2 separate regions of the Ovis aries genome follow, and region 1 is linked to region 2. The links are chromatin contacts, called in public Hi-C maps. All regions are on one chromosome and are shown on one strand. Each heading gives the region's core, a stretch centred on a gene start, on an enhancer-like site or on the middle of the called end of the contact. The rest is flanking DNA. Distances are from core to core; before and after follow the strand shown. Region 1 holds the start of FAM120A (family with sequence similarity 120 member A). Region 2 overlaps FAM120A (family with sequence similarity 120 member A).

Evidence for each region. A called contact is a pair of places that touch in the nucleus more often than the background predicts.
Region 1: a contact with region 2 is called in a Hi-C map of hypothalamus, with 2.4 times the contacts expected there. The contact joins the promoter of FAM120A here to the enhancer-like site in region 2. A contact is called at or near these places in 3 of 16 Hi-C or Micro-C datasets (hypothalamus, mixed tissues and tail adipose tissue).

Annotation. Positions count from the first base shown.
Region 1 is chr2:28,125,439-28,132,310 of ARS-UI_Ramb_v3.0, forward strand. FAM120A (family with sequence similarity 120 member A) reads right to left here and starts at 2,155. Exons shown (of 18, transcript XM_015093026.3): 1 at 1,468-2,155. The coding sequence starts at 1,941.
Region 2 is chr2:28,021,307-28,027,629 of ARS-UI_Ramb_v3.0, forward strand. It overlaps FAM120A (family with sequence similarity 120 member A), which reads right to left. Exons shown (of 18, transcript XM_015093026.3): 13 at 2,235-2,444; 14 at 1-178. Among named protein-coding and RNA genes, the nearest start is that of PHF2, 30 kb to the left of the region's middle. Within about 2 kb of position 1,690, at least 6 of the 54 cell types and tissues checked have an H3K27ac peak or open chromatin away from gene starts, as enhancers often do. A contact at or near this core is called in hypothalamus, where this site is marked.

The sequences.
Region 1 (6,872 bases), core at 905-3,404, 100 kb after region 2:
GCTCCAGGGCAGAAAATGCCAGCAGCAGTCCCTTGCTCTCACCCGATCTTCCCCAGGGACGCAGGCTAGGTCTCTGCCATATTCACAGACCAATCGCAGCTCTTCCAGCAGCCTCGACCCGCAGACTTAGAAACCCTGTCACCAATTGCATTAGGATCTGGGTGGGACTTCCGCTATCACTTTAGGCTTAACCACCACCATCTCAGCACAGGCAAGAGCAGTCAGGAAGTTCGAATTTCACAAACTTTGGGATCAAGCACAGTTCAAGCAGAAATAAAGGAATAACAAAGACACTGGAAGGCAGAGTGGCCAAACTCAGAAAAATAAAACAGCCTCCCCCTAAGAACTGTAAAAGAACAATGAAAAACGAGGCAATCAAAACTCAAGTCAAGGGTCACTGGTTTGCATCTTATCTCTACCCTGGCTACTAGGTCCTGAAGCACTCCTTGGCCTGAGTTCAGGGAGGAGCCCTCTGCCAAAAGGAGAGCAGAATGCTGGACAGCCAAAGCTCTGATTACCTGAGTGCACAGCCCAAAGTGGTGGAGTTCTTACTGTGCAGAGAGAAATAAATCCTGGAAACTAATTCACTGACTTTGCCTGATCCTGGACTACTCTTTTCACATCAGACACACAGAACCAAAGACTTTTTCAAGCAAACTAAATCATAGCACTGACAATATCCCATGATTCTTTGAAACCCAACACACAAAAATCCGACGATTTCTCTAAATACTGTTACCTTACTGGGAACCTGGACCTAGCCCTGCGTTCTCAAGAGAAAGCCAACTCCACAGACCTTGCCCAGGTCGAACCAGGGCGACAGCAGTAGGCAGTGGCTGGAGACCCCTTCCTGTCGCCATCTAGTTCACTTGCTCCCACAAAAAACCTGTTGCTGTTCAAGCCTTCCAAAATCGAAAACCAGCATCTCATAAAAGTTCAGGTTAGTATTATGCCTGCTTCAAAGTGTGGAGGAATACTCGGGATCGCAGCGAGTGCCACTGCACCTTCCAAGCTTGCAGTTATCCGCTGGTCCTACGGTTCTCGGTCGGCCTGGTGCAGCCGAGGTTCCCAGACCCCGGGCACTCGGCAGCCGGCCGGGCTCCAGGCGGCGCGTCCATTTTGCAGCAGGTCAGACCTGGAGGGGAGAGGCGCCTGCGGTCCCCCGCGCCCAGACCCTCAAACCCGACCCAACTCCAACTTCAGACCCTGGCCTGCCCAGACCCAGACCGCAACCGAATTCCAGACTCCGACCCAGGCCTGGCCCCTGGCCCCAAACCCCAAACCCGGACTCAGGCCCAGACCCCTGGCCCATCCCTGGTCCCCCAAACTCCAGTCTAACCCCGACCCACCCTCCCTCAAATTCAAGCGACCGCTTAAATTCACGCAGACCTACGCCCGGCCTCGGTCTCCAACCCCGCCCCCGGCCCACGCGGACCCCAGTCCGCCTGCTCGCCCGGCTGGCCGCACCTTGACGTGGAAGCGGATGAGCGCCAGGCGGATGCAGTGCGCCATGCAGACGGGCGGCAGGAACCAGACCTTGGGCGGCGGGGTGCCCTTGTTCTGGACATGGCTGACGATCTGCTGCGCCGTCTGGCGCTCGTTGCCCTGCCGCTTGACCCACTCGTGCAGCCGCGCCTTCTCAAGCGCGCCGTTGAAGAAGACGAAGAGCTCGATGTTGCCGCCGAAGCAGGCCTTGGCTAGCGCGGCCAGGTAGCCGAGCATGTGGTTCCACTGGCCGCCGCTCACCCAGTCGGTGTAGAAGCCGCCGTAGAGGCGATGCAGGCAGTTGTCGGCGTCCACCAGCAGGCGCAGCGGCGTGTGCGGGGGCCGCTGCCGCCCGCCGCCCACCAGGCTGCCCCGGGCCAGCTTCTGCAGCTCCACCGGCACCACGGCGCTCGGGCAGTGCTTCTCGATGTAGTCCTGGAAGCCCTGCACGCCCATGGCGGCGGCAGCGGCGGGCGCGGGGCGGCGGGGCGGCGGGGCCGGGGGCGGCGGGGCCGTGGCGCGGGCCGGGGCCGGGGCGGCGGGCTCTAGGGGGGGCCGGGCCGAGCCGCGGGCGCGCTCATGGCCGCTGCGGCCGCCATGTGCTGCCGCCTCCCAGGGCCATGGCGGGGAGGGACCTGCGCCGTGCGCCGCTCCAGGCCCAGGCCAAGCTGAGGCGGCCTCGCGCGGGCGGGCGGGCGGGCGGCGGCGGGGCGGGGCGGCGCCAGCTGACGTACGCGGGCCGGCGGAAAGGGCGGAAGAGGCGGTGCTGCGAACTGAGGGGCTGGTAACCAGAAGAGGGGCCGGTTCCCGGCGGCGCAGGACTCGGGCTCCAGCTCCGAACTTCGGTCCCAGCCCTGGCAGAGTCCGCGAGGCCCAGCCCAGGAAAAGGAGCTCTCGGGCCGCTGTGCCTGCGCGAGTTCCCAGGAGACGTCGGGGCGGTAGCTTCATCTCGTCCCCTTCCTGGTCTCCCAGAGCTGGTCACCGAGGACCACATCCCCGGCTCCAGGATCTGGCCACCCCGGGACGGCCTTATCCCCGGAAGCCGGTCAGGCAGCCCTGTCCCCGTCCGCGATCGGAGCCGGTCACCTCAACGAGGCCGCGTTCGGACCTACGGATCTGGTTACCATGAAAGGAGCCTCATCCCGGAAGTCAGTCACCCTAAGGAAGCCCCATCTTCTTCCCGGGTCCCGTTATTCCGAAGAGGCCCTGTTTCGTCCCCAAGGACCGGTCACCCAGAGGAGGCCCTTTCCTGTCCCTGTGCCTGGTCACCCCCGAGAAGGCCTTATTCTCGAGAGCCGGCCACCTGAGGAGTCCCAAGTTCCATCCCCAGGAGCTGGTCACCCTGAGAAGGCCTCAACCCAATCTTGGGATCTCGTCACCTCGAGGAGGCAGCGTACGTTTTGAGAGCCAATCATCTGAGAAGGCCTAATGCCTGGGGTCTGATCACCCCAAAGAGATCCCGTCCTGGTCCCACAGGGCCAGTCATCCCAAGGTGGGACCAGTGCCCCGGCCGAGGCGGCTGCAGAGGGAAAGGTGGTCAGAAACTGAAAGTCGGGATGTATCTAGGGGGAGGAGTGAGCAGAAGTCCCAAACGGAGAAAGGAATCAGTTTCTGCGCTGTGTGCCCAAGTGTAGTTACCGGGTTTTGGAAGTGATCACCGGCTCTCTCAACTTAATTGCATCGGTATCTTTAACTTGGGAAATAACTCTCCAGTTTCGGTTGTTCACAAGGAGTAGGGTGGTAATTCTGAGGAAGTTGGAAAACTGGCAGGTTGACCCCACTGCCTGCTGGGTTTACTGCTTCACTGCTTTTTTTGGCATAAATCTAAAAGCCATGTGAGCAGAACCCTCATTGGCCGTTCCCTTTGAGGTAGCAGATCTCCCTTCAGATAGATCTGACTCAGCCCACTTTTCAAAGTGCTTTCACTGTCTGAAGGAGCTGAAGGCTCTGCTTTTTTGTTTTCACAGTAGTAACATTTCATGGCCCAGACACTGAAATGACAATCTATAGTGTAATATACAAGTAGCCTTAGTGTCAGATATCACCAAAGAAACTTTAAAAACAGTAGCTCTGTTACAGCACGTGAAATGCCTCCTTTCTATTTGGTTCCAACTGTGAAATATCTATCTTTAACTCTCTCTTTCTGGAGACTGTGCAGCCCCTCCTAAGGAAAATGGTTTAAATCCTTCTTGCTCTAGTAGCATCTTTTGAAATGAGGTCCTTTCAGGACTTCTGTCCCAGAGCTCTGCAGTAATTACTTTTTAAATGAGGTTAATACTGCAAATATATTATGCATCATGAAAATGTTTTTTAAAACAGGTTAATGTCTTATAGAATAAAGCATTTATAAACTCAGAACTCTTAGGAGTTTGGAAGTGGTGTTTTTACTTACCTCCAACTCTCCTGTCCTTTTCTTTTCTGGAGAAACCTCTGTAGAGGAGCAGGCCCAGACAGCAGGTACAGAGCAGATGGAGCCTGCACCCATGAGGTTCCAAGAAGCCTCCATACTCTATTGTCCCTAAAAAGGCAAGTTGAGTTTTTTCATTTCTTATAACTTCACCTCAAGTATAGGCCAGTATGATACATACATCAGTAAAATGCTCTTAGTATCTTGATAAATGTGTTTAATTTAAAAAAAAACAGATTTTGGAAGTTAAGCCACTCATATACAAAGTTAGTGATGAAGCCAGGATCATATGTTATTTAGAAATACAGTTAGTCATTTAAAGCCACATTAAATACTGACATCCAAAATATTCAAATGTCCTTCTATAATCTACTGTAGGCTCACGGGTTTAGGAGTAGTAGTTCTAATCAGTCGTTGTAATTGAATGTATAGCACTGTGTTCCATATTTACTCATCTATGTACTGTTTTTGTTTTCTTTTAAATATGCTTGCTTTTAAATACTTTGGTGCCAGTGTCTGGGGTTCTGAGAATTAATTTATTTTCACTTTAAGGCAGTATAAAGGACTAAGGTTATGGAATCAGATTACCAAATCTGTCTGGTCCTACCTCTGGGCCCTTGAGTAAATTACTTAAGCTTTTAAAACCTTGGTTTCTCTCATGTGTACAATGAGGGTGTTAATAGTACTTACCTTCCAGATTTTTATAAGGATTAAATGAGATAATTTGTATGCTTGCAAATTTTCAATAAATGTTGACTTTTATAACTATTACTTCCACGTCCCATAATTGTATCAACTTTATCTTTGAGAACATGTAACAGTTATCTTACTTTTTGAAACTTTAAAATTCATTTTCGTAAGTATAAATTCATTTAGGGTTATTTCCCCTATTTAAGTATATGTTCCCATTTTTTAAAAAAAACTCTCTTATGTTTTGAGTAACATTATTAGTGGCTGGCAAAATGTTTGGCTGACCCATATTTTATATAATCTTCAAATTCAGAAGTTGGTTGAAGCTAAAATTTTTAAGTGTCAAGGTAAAAACAAACATCTGTATTTAAAATTTAATAAAATTATAATATCTTCTTGGATTCACAATATATAGTAACCAGTGTTTGGGGACTTTCCTAGTTCCAACCACCTGTATCTTTGGACTTTTCACTTAGAGCATATGAGAAAACTTGTTATTTCACCAAGAGATTGCCCTGCAAGCAAGAAAATGATCTGAAAAATAAAAGTGCTAAAAAGACATGGTCCTATGCTTTATAAAATTTTAAAAAAAGAAATTCCAGAAAAAGTTATGATTAAGAGACAAAGAGAACTAGCCCATGGTGTGCAAAATTTACCATTATGTGGAAAACCAATGATAGAAATACTTATTTTTAGCTGTTTCACTGTTTCAGCCAATTTAGTTTTGATTAATTCATCTACTGCCCAACGAAGGAAAATATTACTTATTTTACTTACATGATTCTTTCCAAATTAAAGTGTTTTACAGTAGAATGATAACTTTAATTTTAATAGTAAATATTTTAATATTCTGCTTAGTTGAGACTTCTATCCAATAATAAGGGGGCTTCCTTGGTGGCTCAGATGGTAAAGAGTCTGCCTGCAATGCAGAAGACCCAGGTTCGATCCCTGGGTCAGGAAGATCCCCTGGAGAAGGGAATGGCTATCCATTGCAGTATTCTTGCCTGGAGAATTCCATGGACAGAGGAGCTTGGATGGCTACAGTCCATGGGGTCACAAAGAGTTGAACGTGACTGAGCAACTAAGCACAGCACAGCACAGCCAGTAATAAAAGGTTAAGCTTTCAGTGTTTCAAGTAAGGTGATTGAGACCCATGTACTTATTAGCATATATTAGGAGAGCAGCAGGCTGGGGCTAAGCGTGCAATCTGTGACCCTGGAAGAGAGCAAATTAATCTCTGCTTGGGATTTGAATGTGTAATATTTACCTAGCACTAATCTGCTAATTGTCAATTTAAATTACCTGGAAGAGCACATATGTATCTGCAGTTTTGAGGATTTTGTTGTCGTTTTGGCATTCTGGAATTTAAAAACTGCTTTTTGCCTTTAATTATGTGGATTTAATCCTGTTCTCTTCAGAAGTATGAATTCATTTTCTCTTTCAAGTATATGTTGTAGTTTTAAATTGTACATCAATGAGAAAGCATAAGTGAATTTCATTAAGTGCAGATTTCTCAGGCTTTTTGAGAATAAAGGGAGTTTCCAAATGTTTGGCTGACAAACATTTGATACAATCAATTGGTTACCATCTCAGCTGAAGAACTGGTTACCATTGCTGTACTCACTGATTACTAATTTCCCCTTCCCTAACTCAAAACAATCGGGAGTTTTTTGGTGTCCATTCTTTCTAAAATCTGTAAAGAATTGTGTCCCCTCTCCACCACTGGGGAAATGCACAGAGGCCTTCCCAGCACTTCCTGGGTATCCAAGACCTCTTGCTCTCCACATCAGCCATTACTGACATGAGCGACTCAGGCATCAGTCTGCCTTCACTCCCACTCTCACTTCTGGGAGCTGCTAAAGAATAAGTAGACAAACATCCACAGGGATACTTTGGAAGACAACACTCAGCTGGGCATATATTTTCTCATTTGAACAGAAGAACTTTACAGTCATCCCTTACCTACTGCCTTATGGAATCTTAAAGTTTTGTTTATTTTTTAAATTTTTTTTATTTTTTGCCACACTCCACAATATGCAGGATCTTAGTTCACTGACCAGAAATCAAACTCATGCCCCCTGCAATGGAAGTTTGGAGTCCTAACCACTGGACCACCAGGGAGTCCTTCTCTGCCCTCCACAATTTATTTAATAAACTAAATTTTATTTTTAAACTATAAATCAAATGAAAATTTTACTTTTTTAAACCAGGAATTTTCATTCATAAGTACAAAACCATTTTAAATTTTAATTATTTAGAGACTGTGCTGTGCTTTGTTGTTCATTCATGT
Region 2 (6,323 bases), core at 440-2,939:
AGCCCCGCCCTCGGCCCTGGGCCGGGGGGACGGGCCCGAAGTGCCGTGGGTACACAGAGGTGGGGTAGAAAGGCAGCGCCGCTGGCGGTGGGAAGGGGAGTGGGTGGCTCTGCCGGGAGAAGTTCAGCCCTTCCAGGATGCTTTGTCGCATCTTTTCTACCTTGGCAGCTTGCTCGGCCTGGAAGTCAAGGACTGGCATGTGAAAACTTCATTCACAAATTCAATTCAATTGAATTGGAATGAACAGGAAAGAAATAAGACATGCTGACCACTATGCTTTGCCTACATGTGTGTTAACCGCTTAGTCATGTCCTACTCTTTGTGACCTCATGGACGGTAGCCTGCCAGGCTCCTCTGTCCGTGCTTATTTACCCATAAATAACACAGCCACAATCTGCTCAGTGATACTTTTTTACAGAATGAAATGTTGCTGCTGTTGTTGTAGTATAGTCGTAAGTCCTGTCTGACTCTGCGACCCCATGGACTATGGCCCACCAGGCTTCTCTGTGCATGGGATTTTCCAGGCAAGAGTAACTGGAGTGGCTTGCCATTTCCTTCTCCAGAGGATCTTCCTGACCCAGAGACCGAACCTGTATCTCCTATGTCTCCTGCATTGTCAGGCAGATTCTTTACCACTGAGCCAGCAGGGAAGGCCACAGAATGCAAACATGATCACAAAAGCAAAAAAAAAGCCAAAAGAAAGAAAAAAAAGATACTTTATCTCACAATCTTATAAAACAAGAATTTAAATTTCTACCTACTCAGTATATCTTTAGATGAGAACCACTTACTATAAAATTTATTAACTGAAAACAAATTTGTTTCTCAAAATCAATGACTAAGTCCAGACAAGTCATGCTCACAGCCTTCCTTCCACTCATGCACCAGGGAGTAGATGATGCCTAGTTCACATCTTTAAATTTTACTTTCCTAATCAATTTAATTTTAGGTCAAACATTCACTTTACAGAAAAAGAACTGAGGCAAAGAGTAGTAGATGCTTCTTAAGGAATGCCTGGAGCTCTTTAATAGAGAAAGGACAATAGACCAATTGACCTGTCCATGGGGCTACCAGTGAGGTAGCCTGCACAAATGTGAACAATACAACTTGTGTATGTCACATCATACTGTGAAAAAACACTGAGTGTCTTTTGTTAATAAATACATAAATATGTATGTGCTAAGTCGCTATACCAGGAACCAATCTTTAATCAGAGAACCTGAAATCCTGCTTACTCTGTAAATTTGTCTTTAAACTGACCTTAACTTAAGCAGCATGTGGAAGAATACATGTTTTGTAGTCTAAGGTTAAAAAGCAAAAAGCTTGCAGCATATGTGAGCTTCTTTTATATACAAAGGGACAAGATAACCTCATGACCTAATTCACTTTATTTTTAAATTAGAACTTTAAAAAGTACAGTCAATCCTGACTATTCATGAGTTCCACATCTCTAAACTCAGCCACTTGCTAAAATTTATTCATAAACTCAAAATCAATACTCCTAGCATTTTCATAGTCATCTGAAGACATTCGCTGAGTGGAACAGAGCTTGAGTTGCCACCTAAGGTTAAAGAAAGCACAGCACTGTCTTCATGCTTCAGTTTTTATACTGTAAACATGTGTCCAGTCACTGTCTCCTTAGTGCCACAATTTCTGTGTTTTTGTGAATGATTTTGCTGTTAGAATAGCACAGTGCTGAGTATTGGCTAGTGCTTCCAAGTGCCAGGCTGTGATGTGCCGTACAGAGAAAATGCGTGTGTTAGTTAAATGAGCTTTGTTGAAGCTGAGTTATAACGTTGCCAGTCATAAGTTCAATGTGAGTGAGTTAACAATATATATGCATTAAGAAGTATTTAAACAGAAATATACATAACACAAGGTTATTGTCTTATTGACTGACTGATGAAGACAATGCAACGGAAGGCTTGCAGAACCCTAACCCTGTGCAAAGATTCCGTATTTGCTAATTCAGTGTTCAAGGTGAATTTATACAGTACAATTACTGTGAATAATGAGAACCAAGTGTATGTCCTGGGCTCAGCTCATGTGGGCACTGAATTGACATTTAGTTACACACTGGGCTGGGCTCAATCTAAATTAAATTCTTGTTGCATGGGCTCATTATAAATTCAGTAGGAAAGACAACAGATTAGCTAGTGAACATTATTTCATTCTGGTTAGAAGTGGCCACCCCCTCCTCCCTGCCCCACCCAGCCTGCTTTCCTGCAACTGACCTGACCATCACAGAGGTCGATGAGTGGGGTCTTTTCCCGGCTTGCTTTGAGGAGTTTGGACTGGAAGAGCTTCCCATCAAAATACATCCAAGGACAGCAGTGTTCCCAGGGTACTGGCTGGCCACATGCGTCGTTTGCAAACAGGGCCATGTCCACGCCACTCATGAAGAGAGCTGACAGCTGAATGCCTCGGGGGTCGAGGTTCTCAATCTTTAAATGGAAAAGAATTATTTCTATGGAGTAAGAGTACTACAGCATCCAATTCTTGCAATGTCTGACTATAACTCTCCATGGGTCATAAGGACACCCCTCAACCAAATGCCCCCTAAGTAGCTCTATCACTACCTTACAGTGACTTAACACTGACCTGTCTGAACAGAAAGACTTTTTATGTTATTTAACAAATTTAAGTTTAAGAGGCTGTTCTATAAACATACTGAAATATTTCAATTTGGAATTTGTGAAGTTATACAAGTGTAAATCAATACTGTGTTTAAGGTGGACACATGACAAAGTAACTGATCATTAGTTTAACTCCTTAGCAGTTACTCATTTATGAAATAAAATTTTAAATTGCAGATTCTAAACACTGGTAATAATATTAACAGAAATGTGGTAAAAAGGAATATTCTATTAAGATTCTGCATTTTTAAAGTAGTTATCTTAAAAAATTATTTGGAAAGAAATTACTTGGTATAATTTCATTCTAAAGCTTATATTTTATGTCTACATTATTTTATATGTTAATGTTTTAGATAGCAACTTATTAATGAGACTGTCAAAATGTTTTAGGAGAAATGGATAGCTTATAAATGAAAGAACACAACAGCAAAAACACTGTATCTGAACCATGCAGACTATCAGAATCTAGAGACTTGCATTTCTGGGTTCTTTTCCCTCAAGTCATTGGTGCTGTGAGCCTCCCTTTGTACACACAGCCCTTTCTTCTAGCATCTAATGCACAGGATAAGAAACACCGACAAATACAGTCAACTCTTGATTATCTGTGAAGGACCTAGTTTGTGGATTATCCAGGACTGAGTTTTAACTGTCCTGGTTTCTGTCTTCCCACCATGCATGCTTATTTTCTAAGGTTATGGTATCTTGAGAATGCAGTCTTTATGTGTACCAAACTAAGCAATGCCTAATTGTGGCAGGTAAACCAGCTTTTCATTAAAGAGAAAAAAGATGACTCCAGTGCCAAATACTAATGAACTTATGATTATCTGATGTTTCGTGCTGTCGTCGTCAACATTCCCCATTATCAGCTAACACCATATTTTTCAACTTAAAAAAAACCAAAACAACACAAAAAACAAAACTTGAAGTCAATGCAGTGAAGAACTTCCTGAACCTGGACAAGCCTGTCCCTCCCAGCCCACGCCTGCTGGCTTCTGCTTCTCCAATGTAGTGCTGGAAAGAGTAACTAATAAGCATATTCAGTTGAGGGCAGGTGGGTTCGGGATGATAGATGAATTTTTACATTTATGAGCAGAAAGCAGGGTGGGCGCAAAATGGAAATAAAAAAAAACTTACTTAGATCCCTACTGATCCTGCCTCTCTCTGCACTGCAGAAAGGAAGTGGAAATTCCTTTCTTCTGAGTCTCAAGGCAGAGAGAGTTTCTCCTTCCTAAACACTGACGCTGTGGGAAAGTGTCACAGCAGCGATGCCAGCCTGAGCTTGGGGGCTGCCCGTGCAGCACCCATCTCCTGGCCTCTCTGCAGGGACGATGGCAACTAGGCCTCTAGCTGCTCTCTTGTTGCCAGTCCACAGTTGTCCAGGCCAGGGGAGGGGGGCCTGGTCAAGGCGGAGGGGAAGGCAACGGTGCTGCTGCTGCTGCTGCTCTGAGAAAACAAAGTGGCAGCAGTGTCCTTTGGGGAAACTCGGTACTACTGCCATTTCTTAGCGACTGGAGGTGCGGATCATATGCACCCTCAGGCCTTACTTAACTAACAGGGCTCAAACCCACTCTGGCAGATGGCCATCTGAGCACTGAGGCTAAGAAATCAGAGCTGGAACACAGAGGTACCTGAGCTAAAACAAGTAACTTCCCAGTGAGCTCATGGGAGGAATGGCTAAGTCTACCTTATCCACACACATATGTATTTATTTTAAATGACCTTACCATTACTTAATGAACTATGTTTTTATGGGTTTAAGAAATGATTTTCAAGTCAATTAGTTTTAGAACTAGCAACTACTATTAATTCAATAAAGGAAAATTCTTAGAAACTGTCTAAATAAAGTGAATAAAATCTCAATTACTGTGTGGATTCACTTTATTCAAAAAACTTTTTTTAAATTTTAATTATTTTACATGGTACTTTATATTTCATTCCCTAAATGTTAATTATACATATAACACTAATATTTATGGGGTACTTAATAGATATGTATCAGATACCACACGAAGTATTTTTTCATATATTATTTCATTAACATCTCAACAACTGTATGTGTGATACTGCTGTTAGAACTCCTTTTCATAGATGGAGAAACTGAGTCACAGAGAGCTCAAGGTCACAAAACTGATAACTGGTAGCACCAGAATCTGAACACTTGATCATAGAAATGGCTGTAATATTCACATCTTAACCTCATTCTATAGAAATGGCTATAATATTCACATCTTAACCTCATTCTCTTATACCACGGAAGATAAAATATCCACCATTATTCCTCAACTAGAAAAATAGTGACAAGATTTTCTGATCTTACAGGAAACACAAATATGGAATGTATCTCCAGCCAATTAGTTGAAGAACCAAATTCCAGTGCAGTTTACTTTGTCCAACTTCTAATTACTGGGCAACAGACTCTTACTTTGATTTGGCATATTTACCTATATGCACAACAATTCTTACAGGTATCACAGACATGCTGCACGTCCCTAATACTGTCTTTAAAGCTCTTCATTTTCCATCTTTTAATTCTGCACTTGGCATGTGAAACTGTTAAAAGAATTTAAGGTAATTATAGGGATGTCAAGAGCAAGGGAGAAAGAAACTGGATAAATATTAAAACTGTACAAAGATCTTTCTCTTCATCCTTTACCCACCCTCCTTCAAATACAGCATCAGTGCTGATTTTACCTTAGTCTTTATGTTTGTGCTGGTAACCTAGAAGAAGTGCCAGAAAAAAAAAATAATAACAACAGGGGAAAAGTGAGAGCTGTCAATCATTGAGCCACGCAGAACATTCAATTGTTCAGGGTTGTGGCGGGAGGACAGAGAATGGACAAGATGAAACCCTTGCAAATTCATTTAAATCAATGGTTTCAACATCTTTTCCCAAACCTCCCATCAGAATAGCCATCAAGAGGGCAAACTGTCAAAACTAGGTCTTTTCTTTCTCTTCTCCTCTTATTCTCAAAGCACATGATGGCAAAAATGGGAGAAGAAAAACAGGATCTGGGCAATCCACAAACTGGATAATGGCCTCTAAAACAACAACAAAAATCAAGAGTTGACTATATCCTAAGCAGGAAAATGGTGTTTTATAGAAAAGCATTGTCACTGCTTTTGAACTGTCAAAACAACTTTAATGGTTAAGTGAAAAAGCCATTTTGAAATTTACTTTTCTATCACTGAATTTTGGGACTCTCAGTCTCTGCATAGGGATTTTTGTTCATTTAAATAATGATTAGTTCTCAATCTGATAACTGAGAGGATCACTGATCTTAAAAAACAAAACAAAACAAAACACCCCAACTATTTCTCCCCTCAATGAATGCTGTTGTTTTTCCCTTCCAGCTCTTTCAGAATTTATGGTGCTCGTGGATGAAGCACTAATGATGCAGGCTATCCTTGGTGAAAGGAACATAGACCTCCAGACCAGCAAGACCCAAAGGGATAGTGGTGGGCTTGAAGTAACTGCACATAAAATGGGTCTTTCTAAACACAGCTCTAGAAATGCCTGGCTTTAGATGAAGAATCAGGAGAAAATCATGAAAGCACTAAGACCTCAAAAGAACCAAAATGAAAGCTTAGAGTGTGACTATCTTTCAAAAGTTATATCCTATGTGTTGATCCAAAAATGAAAAGGATATGGGAGAAGATGAACTTTGAGTAAAAGCAAGTTGATGGTGA